2 separate regions of the Gasterosteus aculeatus genome follow, and region 2 is linked to region 1. Evidence: chromatin contacts called from public Hi-C data. All regions are on one chromosome and are shown on one strand. Each heading gives the region's core, a stretch centred on a gene start, on an enhancer-like site or on the middle of the called end of the contact. The rest is flanking DNA. Distances are from core to core; before and after follow the strand shown.

The links. A called contact is a pair of places that touch in the nucleus more often than the background predicts.
Region 2: a Hi-C map of skeletal muscle shows a contact between it and region 1, with 4 times the contacts expected there. The contact joins the promoter of sema3h here to the promoter of borcs6 in region 1. A contact is called at or near these places in 3 of 6 Hi-C or Micro-C datasets (skeletal muscle and tail fin).

The regions. Positions count from the first base shown.
Region 1 is chr2:15,121,012-15,126,385 of fGasAcu3.hap1.1, reverse strand. It overlaps borcs6 (BLOC-1 related complex subunit 6), which reads left to right and starts at 4,099. Exons shown (of 7, transcript XM_040193351.2): 1 at 4,099-4,458; 2 at 5,246-5,374. The coding sequence starts at 5,257.
Region 2 is chr2:15,252,683-15,258,486 of fGasAcu3.hap1.1, reverse strand. It overlaps sema3h (sema domain, immunoglobulin domain (Ig), short basic domain, secreted, (semaphorin) 3H), which reads left to right and starts at 3,251. Exons shown (of 18, transcript XM_040193327.2): 1 at 3,251-3,883. The coding sequence starts at 3,784.

The sequences.
Region 1 (5,374 bases), core at 2,850-5,349:
ATCGGTTAGAATGATGAATGGCTGGTTCGCTCCCTCCAACCAGTGCCGCCACTCCTCGAGTGCCAGTTTCATGGCCAGTAACTCACGATTGCCCACATCGTAGTTACGTTCGGCTGGGGTTAGTTTGCGAGAGAAGTAGGCGCATGGGAACATCCTGGCGGGTGTGCCTTGACGCTGGGAGAGAATGGCCCCTACTCCGGTGTTGGAGGCGTCGACCTCCACTATGAATTGGAGCTCGGGGTTGGGGTGTCGCAGGAGGGGTGCTGAGGTGAACCGTGACCGTAGCTCGTCGAAGGCGTGTTGTGCCTCCTGGGACCAGTTGATGCGGTGCGTGTGGCGCTTGGTCAGGGTGGTTAGGGGAGCAGCCACTGTGCTGAAGTTTCGGATGAATCTTCGGTAGAAATTCGCGAACCCCAGGAATCGTTGCAGTTCCTTCACCGTGTGGGGCACTGGCCAGTTCGCCACTGCCGTAACCTTCCTCTCGTCCATGGCCACCCCCTCCTGACTGATTATATACCCCAAGAATGCAGTTCTGGTCTGGTGAAACTCGCATTTCTCTGCTTTGGCATAGAGCTGGTGTTGAATGAGTCTTTCCAGGACAAGTCGGACATGTTGGATGTGTTCCTCCATGGAGGTGGAGTAGACCAGTATGTCGTCGATGTAGACGATGACCCATTTCTCCAGCATGTCACGGAAGATGTCATTCATGAAGGACTGGAACACGGATGGGCTGTTCGCTAGGCCGAACGGCATGACCAGGTATTCGTAGTGCCCGCTAGTGGTGGAGAATGCCGTCTTCCACTCGTCACCCTCACGGATGCGAATCAGGTTGTATGCGTTGCGTAGGTCTAGTTTGGTGTAGTATCGGGCTTGACGGAGTTGTTCTAGGGCGGCTGGGACGAGAGGCAGAGGGTATCGATACTTGACAGTGATGTCATTAAGTCCACGATAATCGATGCAGGGGCGAAGGGATCCATCCTTTTTCTTAACGAAGAAAAACCCGGCCGCTGCCGGTGACGTTGATGGTCGAAGAAACCCCTTCGCTAATTCCTCCTCGATGTAGTTCCTCATCGCTTGTGACTCGGGTTGTGACAGAGGGAATATTCTCCCATTGGGGGGAGAGGTGCCTGGCAGTAGGTCTATGGCACAGTCGATTGGACGATGTTCGGGGAGTTGAGCAGACCTCCTCTTGCAGAAGGCCTCAGCGAGGTCGGCGTATTCGGGTGGCAGATTCTGTTCTGTTGACCCGGGGTTGACGGGTTCTGGAGGGTGATGGGGTGCACGGGGTACCCTGGTTAGGCAGTGGTTGTGACATGAAGTGTCCCATTGTGTGATCTGATTCTCTCTCCAGGAGATGTGTGGGTTATGGGTGCGTAGCCAGGGCAGGCCCAAAATCACAGAGTGGTTGCGAGCCTGGATAACGTAGAACTTGATCCTCTCCGAATGTAGTGCACCGACGTGCATGTTGATCTCTTCGGTGAGGTGTCGTACTCTCCCCTCCCCTAGCGGTCGGCCGTCTAGCGCCTCCACTGTGAGGGAGGAACCACAAGAATTAAACCTCAACTGGTGGTTAGTGGCAAACTCACGTGACATGAAATTCCCCGCGGCCCCAGAGTCCAGTAGCGCTGTGGTTGGGATAACTTTGCCCCGAACCAGCAAACGAATGGGTAGAATGAAGCAGGAATTTAGTGTGCTAGATTTGGGGATCGCACTCACCGATTGGGGATCGTTAGGAGGACGTACTGGGCAGGCGGCTCGCAGGTGTCCGGTCTGTCCGCAGTAGAGACACAGATGTTTCTGCAAGCGGCGTTCACGTTCCTCCTGAGTGAGGCGAGTGACGCCTAGTTGCATGGGTTCAGGTGTGGCGGAGGTCTCCCGTGTGAGCCGGGGTGGATACCGGTTAGGACGCCGTGAACGAATCAAGTTGTCGATTTGAATGGCCAGGTTAATGTATTCGTCCAACCCTCTTCCCTCGTCCCGACAGGCCAGCTCCGATTGTAGTTCGGCAGACAAACCTTTGCGAAACAGGGTCTTCAGTGTGTCCTCGACCCAGTTGGTTTGCGCAGCGAGTGTGCGGAAAGATAAAGAATACTCAGCTGCGGTTCTCCTCCCCTGGGTCAGTTCGAGCAGCTGCTCCCCGGCATCCCCGCATTCAGTGGGGTGTTCGAACACGTTGCGGAACTGTAGCAGGAAGTTGGTGAACGTGGGGAACGCGGATCCGTCGGGTCTCCAGACGGCGGTCGCCCACTCCAACGCCCTCCCGGTGAGTAGCGAGCTGATGAAAGCTATCCGACTCGAATCCGTTGGATACATCGAGGGTTGTTGGTCGACGAAGAGTGTGCATTGGTGAAGAAAGCCTCTACATTTTACAGCAGTGCCATCAAACTTTTCCGGAAGAGCCAGACGAGGATTAATAGAATGGTTTACGGTCGCTGGGGAGGCATTGGGAGGAGGATTCGGTGGCGTGGCGTCTGCTGATACCCGTAGCCCGTGTAGTGCGTGCACTAGTTCCTCGGTGAGGGTGGTCAGACGCTGTAGCTGATGGTGGTGCTGGGCCAGCTGGGTGGCTTGAGCGGAGAGCGCCGAAGACAGGTGTACGAGGCCTGCTGGATCTGTGAGTGGCGAAGTCTTCTGTAAGGAGACGCCGGATTCGGAGGGATCCATTCGCAGGTTTTTATTAGAGCATCAGACAGGCAGAGTCAATGACAGCAGACAGGGCAACGTAGAGCAGACAGGATCGTAGTCAGCGGGCAGGCAGGGGTCGGGGCAGGCAGAGAGCAATCAGCAGTACGGTCCGGGGTCACTAAACAGGGATCAAGACTAGGAGAAAACGCTCAGAAATGACAGCCGGGGCAGAATCATGACTTCGCAGTGAGTGTGTGGGTGTCAGTGGCTTTTGTGTGTGTGTCAATGAGGTGCAGGTGTGTGTGTCAATGAGGTGCAGGTGTGTGTGTCATCAGTGGTGTTGTGGAATCAGTCCCAGGTGTGAAGCATGATGGGAGATGGAGTTCGAAACCAGTTAGTACTCGGGAGAGGGGTCCCTCCGATGGCGAGAGGGAGGCGGTGCGGGAGCGTCCTTCGTAACAACATGTGCTTTCAATTTGCTTATTTTGCCTCATTTCCACGAACGTCGCCTTTCTTGTGGCAGTTACTTAAAAAAGTTTAAAAGGTTCTCTCTGACAGTGGTCTAAATTGTGATAAAGGTCGTGGTGGTTATCAGGTATTGTGGAACTTTGGAAGCCATTGGCGGATTTTGGAGGGCTTAGTCAATGATCTAAAGCTTTGATATTTGAAATGGGAGAAAACTCAGCACCAGGGAGAGAGCAGCTGGCCAGGATGGATGGGGCTGATTACCAATTTTAAAAGACCTTTAGATGTGGTGACAGTCTGCGTGACAGTCTGTTCACCAATCCTCTCTCCTCTTGTGCAGCAGTGTTTGTCGTTTCTTGCCACATTCAGGGGTTTTAAAAAAAGGCCACAGACTTTTATTGTGGAGGGAAACAGGCAAAACAAGGTCTTTTCATTATTTACACCTCCTCTCCAGTCATTTTCACCAGTAGTTTGAATAATTGCAAACACATTTCTTAAATTCATTAATGGTCTATGAGGCAAAACAAGAACAACAGTTTATCAGATCACTGGACACGACTGTGTGACATTTGCCCTTGCTGTCCTTTTGGTAACAGCCAATTAATTTTAATGAGGACTGGACATGAGAAGATACTCATTTGCGAATCAATACTGTGAGCACAATACCACAGAAAGGAACAGCAATCATGCCATTATGATTCCTGAAATTTAAATTTCTGACAAATTGTATGTTGCTACTCACTATGCAGTAGTTTGCTGCTTGAGCAGCTGCAATATGATATGCTTTAAAAATATATAGCTTATACTCAAATTTGTTTTTATTTATTATAGGCTACAAATAATATCTTCAAGGTCAACACGCATTCATTCATAAGGTGAAACAGCTCATATTCAATTTTAATTTTGAAATCTTGTAATGTTGGGCAAGTAATGTCCTGAGGGACCGTGGTGTTTGTCTCCATCTGCAGGAGACCGGAGATGAGGGCAGCGTGAAACTAGTGATGCTACGAATAGCGACAAATAAATCACACAATATGCGGGGTTTAATTGTGGCGCACCATGCACTGCACTACTCGAGGAATACTTAACGTTAGGTCTTCTTTTGTAGATACGAGATAACAACAATGACTTTTTCTTCCTTATTTCAAAATCCGTATGTAAACAAGTGGCAATAGAACTGTGTATATATTAGCACTATTCAACGAAGAAGACTGTATATATATACAATATATATATACAATATTCTCGATAATTTTCGATGTTTTCATGGTTGCTTGTTGCAAGGCGGAACCTTTCTCCCGAGAATCGTGGGGAAGGATTTTATTATCGGACTCGGTTGTTAAATTCTTTTGAAGAGGAACTACACAGGTGAGTGTTTTTCTTCGTGAAATTCGGCCATGACGTACTCATCATATGACTTTATCAGTACAGTAATAACTGTCTTTTTCGCATTAAATAACCATGTGTCGTGTAACCGCGTGATACGATAACACACGAGCTGTGTAAGAATGGTAACGTAAAGGCCCGAACAGCAAACGTTAGCCATTAGCCATCATCCAACATTTAACGTTACGTTGACAGCGAGCTAGCTAGCTGATCATTAGAGGACATCAACTTCCTCAACGTTGACGGGAAGTTATTCATGTCTCCTTCATGTCTTTATGGCAATTGTCCACGGACGTCGGATCGACCTTCTCAGGCGTCGTTTGCTCAAAACCATTAGAATGCTTTGCTAGTTAGCACCAACTTAACGTTAGTTATCGTCAAGTGTATACGCTAATGCTAAGCTAAGCAACCTAACGTTACAACATGTCACACTTAACCACACATGATATCTTGTGATGATTTAATGTAAATACGCTTGGCCATTTAAATAGTAGGATATAGTAAATATATATATATATATATATATATATATATATATATATATATATATATAACCTTTATCTTTGTAAAGTCCTTATTTTAACTGATCTGCATCCTTTGCGAAAAACATGTTTTTGCTCCCCAGCCAAATGTATATAAAAAATAAAACATTGTATAAGTAAAAAATATATCAGATCAACACTAGTTATCAAAAAATAAGTAAGTACAGTAAGAGCCAGAAAACTCTTTTCACACTGTATTTGAATCATAAAGTCTGTCTCCTCCCCAGCAGGTGGAGGGATGAGTCTCTCCCCTGTGATTGGCACAGAAGTGCCAGAAGCAGCTAACGGGGTTTTGACACCCGTCTCCTCAGAGAAAGGAGCCCGCGTTCCGGTCTCGGTCAAATGTGCCGGGAGCA
Region 2 (5,804 bases), core at 2,002-4,501, 130 kb before region 1:
CTTCCAACGTGACGGAAGCGCGCAGGACGATCAGTCAAACCCACCGCTCCCCGCAGAACACGCACGCGTAAAAGCCCTCACGTCTGTGGAACTATTCAAATCCATACGACTCTCTGGGAATGAATCGAAATGGCCCATGTTATAATTATGCGGCCCTTTAAAGAAAAAACCCTGTAATCGAATATCACGGCAAAGGAATACATTATAGATGACTGCTAACAATACATGTGATCACTATAGATACATAGTAACTACGTGAAGTATAATAAATAACACCATATTTGTGTTGTCTGAGTATTATTTGATGTGTAACAAATTCGGGCAAGCATATCATACATTACACATATATATTTATAATATTAGATGACGATAATATTATAACATCTACCCTCTAAATATTTTCCTCACAGTATTTTATGGTAAAGCAATGTCTTAAACATTGCGTGAACCGTATTTAATGCATGCGCGTGCTCTCTGACAGGTGTACAGTCGTACACTGGCCTCTAGTGAAATAACGCTGTCATTACATCTCACGTGCAGATGCAAGCGTCGCTTCTCCTCTTCTGCGACGCTGAAGCCATCGTGACGGGGTTTGTTGTATATATGCTCCGCTAAATGCGCCATCGGAATTACTTAAGAAACAAGAAAGTCTCGTTAGATTCGCTCGCCTTGAAGTTCTCGTGAGAATTCAGTTTTTCCCGAAGCGCGAGATTTTAATCAGGCGAGCGGCGGAAGAAACGTAAGATGGCAGCACAGTCCCGCGTGTGCGAGGCGACGCACTGCATGTTTATCACCTCGGTTCGTTCGTGAGAGACACACGTGACATCTGAGTAAGGTTTTGGTCGTTCAAACTCACGTTAGAATTCGACTCTCATTCTGCAGTTATTTGCCTCGCAATAACATTCAGAAATAAAAGGACTTTGACGTCATTATGTCACAGTCGGAGTATTATCCCTGCAGAGGATTACCACCTTACACCAATGATAAATACTATTTCATATCTCCTCTTAGTGGTGCTGCTATATGTGTGCCGCAGCTATTGTGTCTGTAAACTGGCTCTTATAAAACGGGTTTAGAACAAATAATACTAACGTTCACTTCACTTCACTTTTGCTGTCTCTAAACAAGACAACCAGTTGCTACCACCCTCATCTCTAATACGACAATTACTCTTTCGGTGCCATTACGCAACATTTTAAGCGAACAGGCTAAAATCCCCTATTATTCAATTAATGCTTGTTTGCGTCTCCTTACCAATTTACTTACACAACCACAACTATCATATACACTGTGAATTAGTTACATTAGGGTTCATATCAGCATGAAAAGGAGGCGCAAACCTCATGAAAGTAAGCAGACGGAACAACACGAGGACAATAAGATACTCATTAAATGATTCTCACAACCTACCAATCCCAGTGAATGCACACGAGTTAATGTGTGTGTGTGCGTGTTTGCAGAGAATGGCAGCGGCAGGATCTGAGGCCTGTAACCATCACGACAGCGGGAGCTCATCCGCTAATTCACTAATTGACGTCACTTGTCAGAGACAACGCCGAAGCTTTTTTGTTCACCCTACCCGGGACGCCATTAGTTGTAATTAACAGGCTGACTGATCAGGTAAAGTTGGCGAAGAGCTTCTAATTATCCCGTCTGCATGAGCCGGCAGTTTAGGACCTCCTTGTATATTAGATGTATGGCGGGAGCTTGAAGGTAGAAGTAGAGGTTACGAGTCTGTTAAATCTTTTCTCCTCACGAGTGATGCACATGGCGACATGCAGCAGAAGGAGTGGCTTTGCCCGTAGAACCAAGCGCCTCCCCGCATTATCTGCATGCAGAACTCTTTTTGTTTGGCTGTAAATCAGGCCGAATGACGCTTCTTGTTACGTTGCAGGTATAAAACATGCAACGAGACTCAGGGAATCGCGAAAAAAACTGTAATATCAGTCTCTCAGACTATGTATTATCTTTGCAAAAGGCTGTACATTGTCAGACGAGAGATTGTTGAGTCTTGTGTTCGTCTTCTTGTCACATGCAGGATTTTCATCAACTGAAAATGAAAGTGAACAAAGGTTGATTGACAGGTGATCCTGAGATCAGGATGACGGCCACGGTAGAAAACCGCAGCCACGAGAGTGAGAGGTCAGCAGGAAAAACCTCCAATACAATAAGAGTGATGACGATACTAAAAATGTATGCGTTGTTCGTTACGCTGAGCAAAGACACATCGTCTGTGGGGATTTAGGGAACAATGGAGTTTTGTTGAGCTGCGGAAAACATCACTTTACCAAATTAAATGGGCGAAATAAAATACTTAATGTTAATCTTCATCAGCGTCTTGCTCAAGGTCCTCCGGCAGGGCACGGTGCCATCAGCCAGTCTGTGGAACCAAGAGGCAACTTCTGCTTCTCCTGATGAATAATGAGGAAACTTAACTAACAAGCGGTTTGCTGAGCTCTGCCTTCATGTGAGCTTGTGTAGACACCAGGTTACAGGCCTTCTAATCCTATAATTAAACTGCTGGCTGATATTGCAACAAAGGAAAACCTCTCCTAATTATACAACGTACAAATGCAAACAAGTCTGCAGAATGAATCATTTAGGAATCATAAATCCTTGGAGAGACTATATATACTTGTTAGTTTGCTGCAACCTAAATTCATTATTTATCCCCGAGAATGAATAAATTGTCTCTGTTGGCCTGCTATTGAACTCGAAGCCGGTGAAAGATTCTGCCTGTGCTGCCGCACCCCAGCGAGCAGCTTTCTAATGAAAATAACACGAGCTTTAGTGGTTGCATTTGGGTCGGGACTGGAGCCTTTGAAAGTAATGACTGATGAAGAGACGGAGTGAACGGTTACATGTTACTTGTAATGCACTGCGTATCGACCTTTACACGGCCTGAGCTCCTCCTCCAAGCAGGAGCCTGCTGGCTTCTTATTTTTTAACTTTTCTTTCTTTCTATTCTTGCTACCAAATCAAGCATTGTTGAGATTCAACTCTGTCTAAGTTTGCTCTGTTTGTGTGCCTGATGGAAGGTGTTGTGTGAGAGTACTGGAGGCAGCGAGGGGGAAAAGGAAGTGAGCGACGGAGAGAGTGAGACAAAACGGCAATAAAGATGAAAGCCGATTTGTCTCTTTCGTTTCAACTTTAACTAGGTTTTCCCAAAGGAAGCAATGAATGGGCGCGCATGCCGGCATTGCAGGGTGGCCACAATGATCTGGGATCTCGCTCCCTCCGCCTCCCAGACAGAGTGAGGGAGGGGAAGGGAGGGAGAGAGTGAGCGCAGTCACATGCAGAGAGGAGCCGGGACCAGAGACAGAACAGGAGAGAGCTGTCAAGCTGCGAGGAGGCAGCGCAGAGACGACTTAGTTCTTTTTTTTCTTCCTTGGAATACATTTTCCCCTCCGACCCTGAAGCCCACACACACGCACACACACACACACACACACACACACACACACACGCTAGAAAAAGAGATATAAACACACAAACTTACAGATGGTAAAGAGTGTGAGCAGTGAGTGTTTTTTCAGGATCTGGACGTATTGAAGCCTGACTAACACAACAGTTTGGATTCAGCATCTTTGCCACTTTGACTTGGACTTAGCGGCGCAGCAACACTTTGGACTGAGAGTGCGTGTGTAGCTGTCTCGAGTGTGCGCGAGTGTGTCTCTGGATCTGGCGCGTCCCCTGAACGCGACGCTGAGATTTGGGCTCGCGGCGAGTCGGGCACTTGTTACTGTGGTGGGTCTGCATTTGTGTGTGTGCGTGAGGAGCAGGATGAACTGGCCGCTGACGGCGCTCCTGCTGGCCCACTTGGGGGCTTCCTTAGCGGGGGCATGGAGAGCATCTCAACCCAGACTGCAGTTCACACACTCCGGTAAGAGGCTCTTTGTTACTGGGGCTCTTTGCTCTCAATGTCTCATGCATCTGTTGCCCTGTCATTCTCTAACACACACACACACACACACACACACACACACACACACTCGTGCAGGTGAATCAAACGTCTCTCCTCATCATCACCTCGTCTTCCCTCACTGCACATGTGATATGCGACATGTGGATCGCAAATGATCCCTTGTCCCTCCACCTGTTTTGTTCCGCTGTCTCGCTGTCCTCCACCTCTGCAATAAACTCCGTATGATTCATATTTCTGTCCAAAAGTGGCATCGTTTAAGTGCTCATTTCCAACACACTTGTAACGGTAGAACGTTTCCTGGATTACACATTCAGAGGGATTTTCCTAATTTTGACATAACTAATAATTTAAATTATTTGTAAACTGTGTTTATTTGTACAACTGTAGTGAAAAGCTGCTTATATTCTCTACAATATACACCTGATAACACTATGACAGAAAGAGTAGACCAGGTCAAAGTTTAACAGAGTCGCTTTTGTCCGCATATTAGATGTTGGCAGAGGACTCCGCTATTAAACTTCTCACCAAAAGACATTGTCCCTGTTATTTCCAACGGGACGGAACCTCCTGGGGATTTGGAATCCAGTGTCAATGTCTCTTAGTTCCAGTTACTATCAAATAAATAATAACCGCATGGCTCGAGTCCAAGATCCGGATCGGCATCAAATGAATTGTTTCTTGGCCTCGGGCCAATCTGTCCACCACGGTGGAGTCCAGGCCGAGGTCGCTGGAGAAACACGCAGACACACACAGGAACTCCATCATTTATTCGCTGTGTAATTACAGCTCTTTAGCTACTGGATACATTGATCATGTACTCTGATGTGTTGCAGCCGCTCTTTATGCGCGTTTGAACGCTCATGTGCGGTTGGATTGGAGCAGATGGGTCCAATCTTCTAACTCGTGAGTAGGTTCGCATCATTGGAGGATGGGAGGGGGATTAGAGGGGACTTGGTGGAATTGGTGAATCCTGCAAACAGCATCTGAGCCATGTGTTCTGTTGTTTGGGTATAACTACTGTGACGGTCCGAACTAATGAGATCGCAGAAATCTGCATAATGGAAACCAGATTTGTGGTGTGATCCTCTGAAGTCTGAGCCATATTCACTACGAATCACCTTCAAACTAAAAACTTCTCTGAGCCTTTAGTCACGCTCACATAAAGCCGTGTTTATGGCTTTAAGAAACAAACTGATTACACGTTATGACAAACACAAAGTGTGTGTGAAGGAGACGCGATGAGGCTGCAGTCGGCCGGTCGTGACCCAGAAAGCACCGAGAGAAGGAAAAGGGAAACCTCGTCAGATTCTCCCAGGTGGGAATTTAGCTCTAATGAAAGCTGATTGTGATAATGTGGAGAGCTGCTGAAGTAGCCGTGAGTGTGTGTGTGTGTGTGTGTGTGTGTGTCTTTGTGAGCGTGCAAATGTGCCTGTGTGTCCTTTAAGTGTGTGTGTATCTTTGTGTGGATGCATGAAGTATGTGTCTGTGTGTCGTTGAGTGTGTGTGTGTGTGTGTGTGAGTCTAAATACAGCTGTTTGGGTTGGTGTGTTGTGTTTCTGCTCATGGCTTTGAACTAGAAGGGTCGTTTGTTTGACTGTGTGTGTTTTATGGCAACAGGCGGCGTGTTCATCATTGGGAAGAGAACAGAAAGAAATATGGGATGCGTGTGTAGGGTTTGTGGCTTCCACCATTAAGTCTGTCTGTTTGTGTGTGTGTGCGTGTGTGTGCGCTCTCTGTGGGAGCTCCATGTTGTGGTCATTTCCCTTCCCATCACCACGGAGGCTTTTCTCAGACACAGGGAGGAGATCGTTTTTTGTCGGGGAATGGCTGTAACTAGAAAGGGATTTCGGGCCCGCTTAAACACTTTGACGACCGAGGT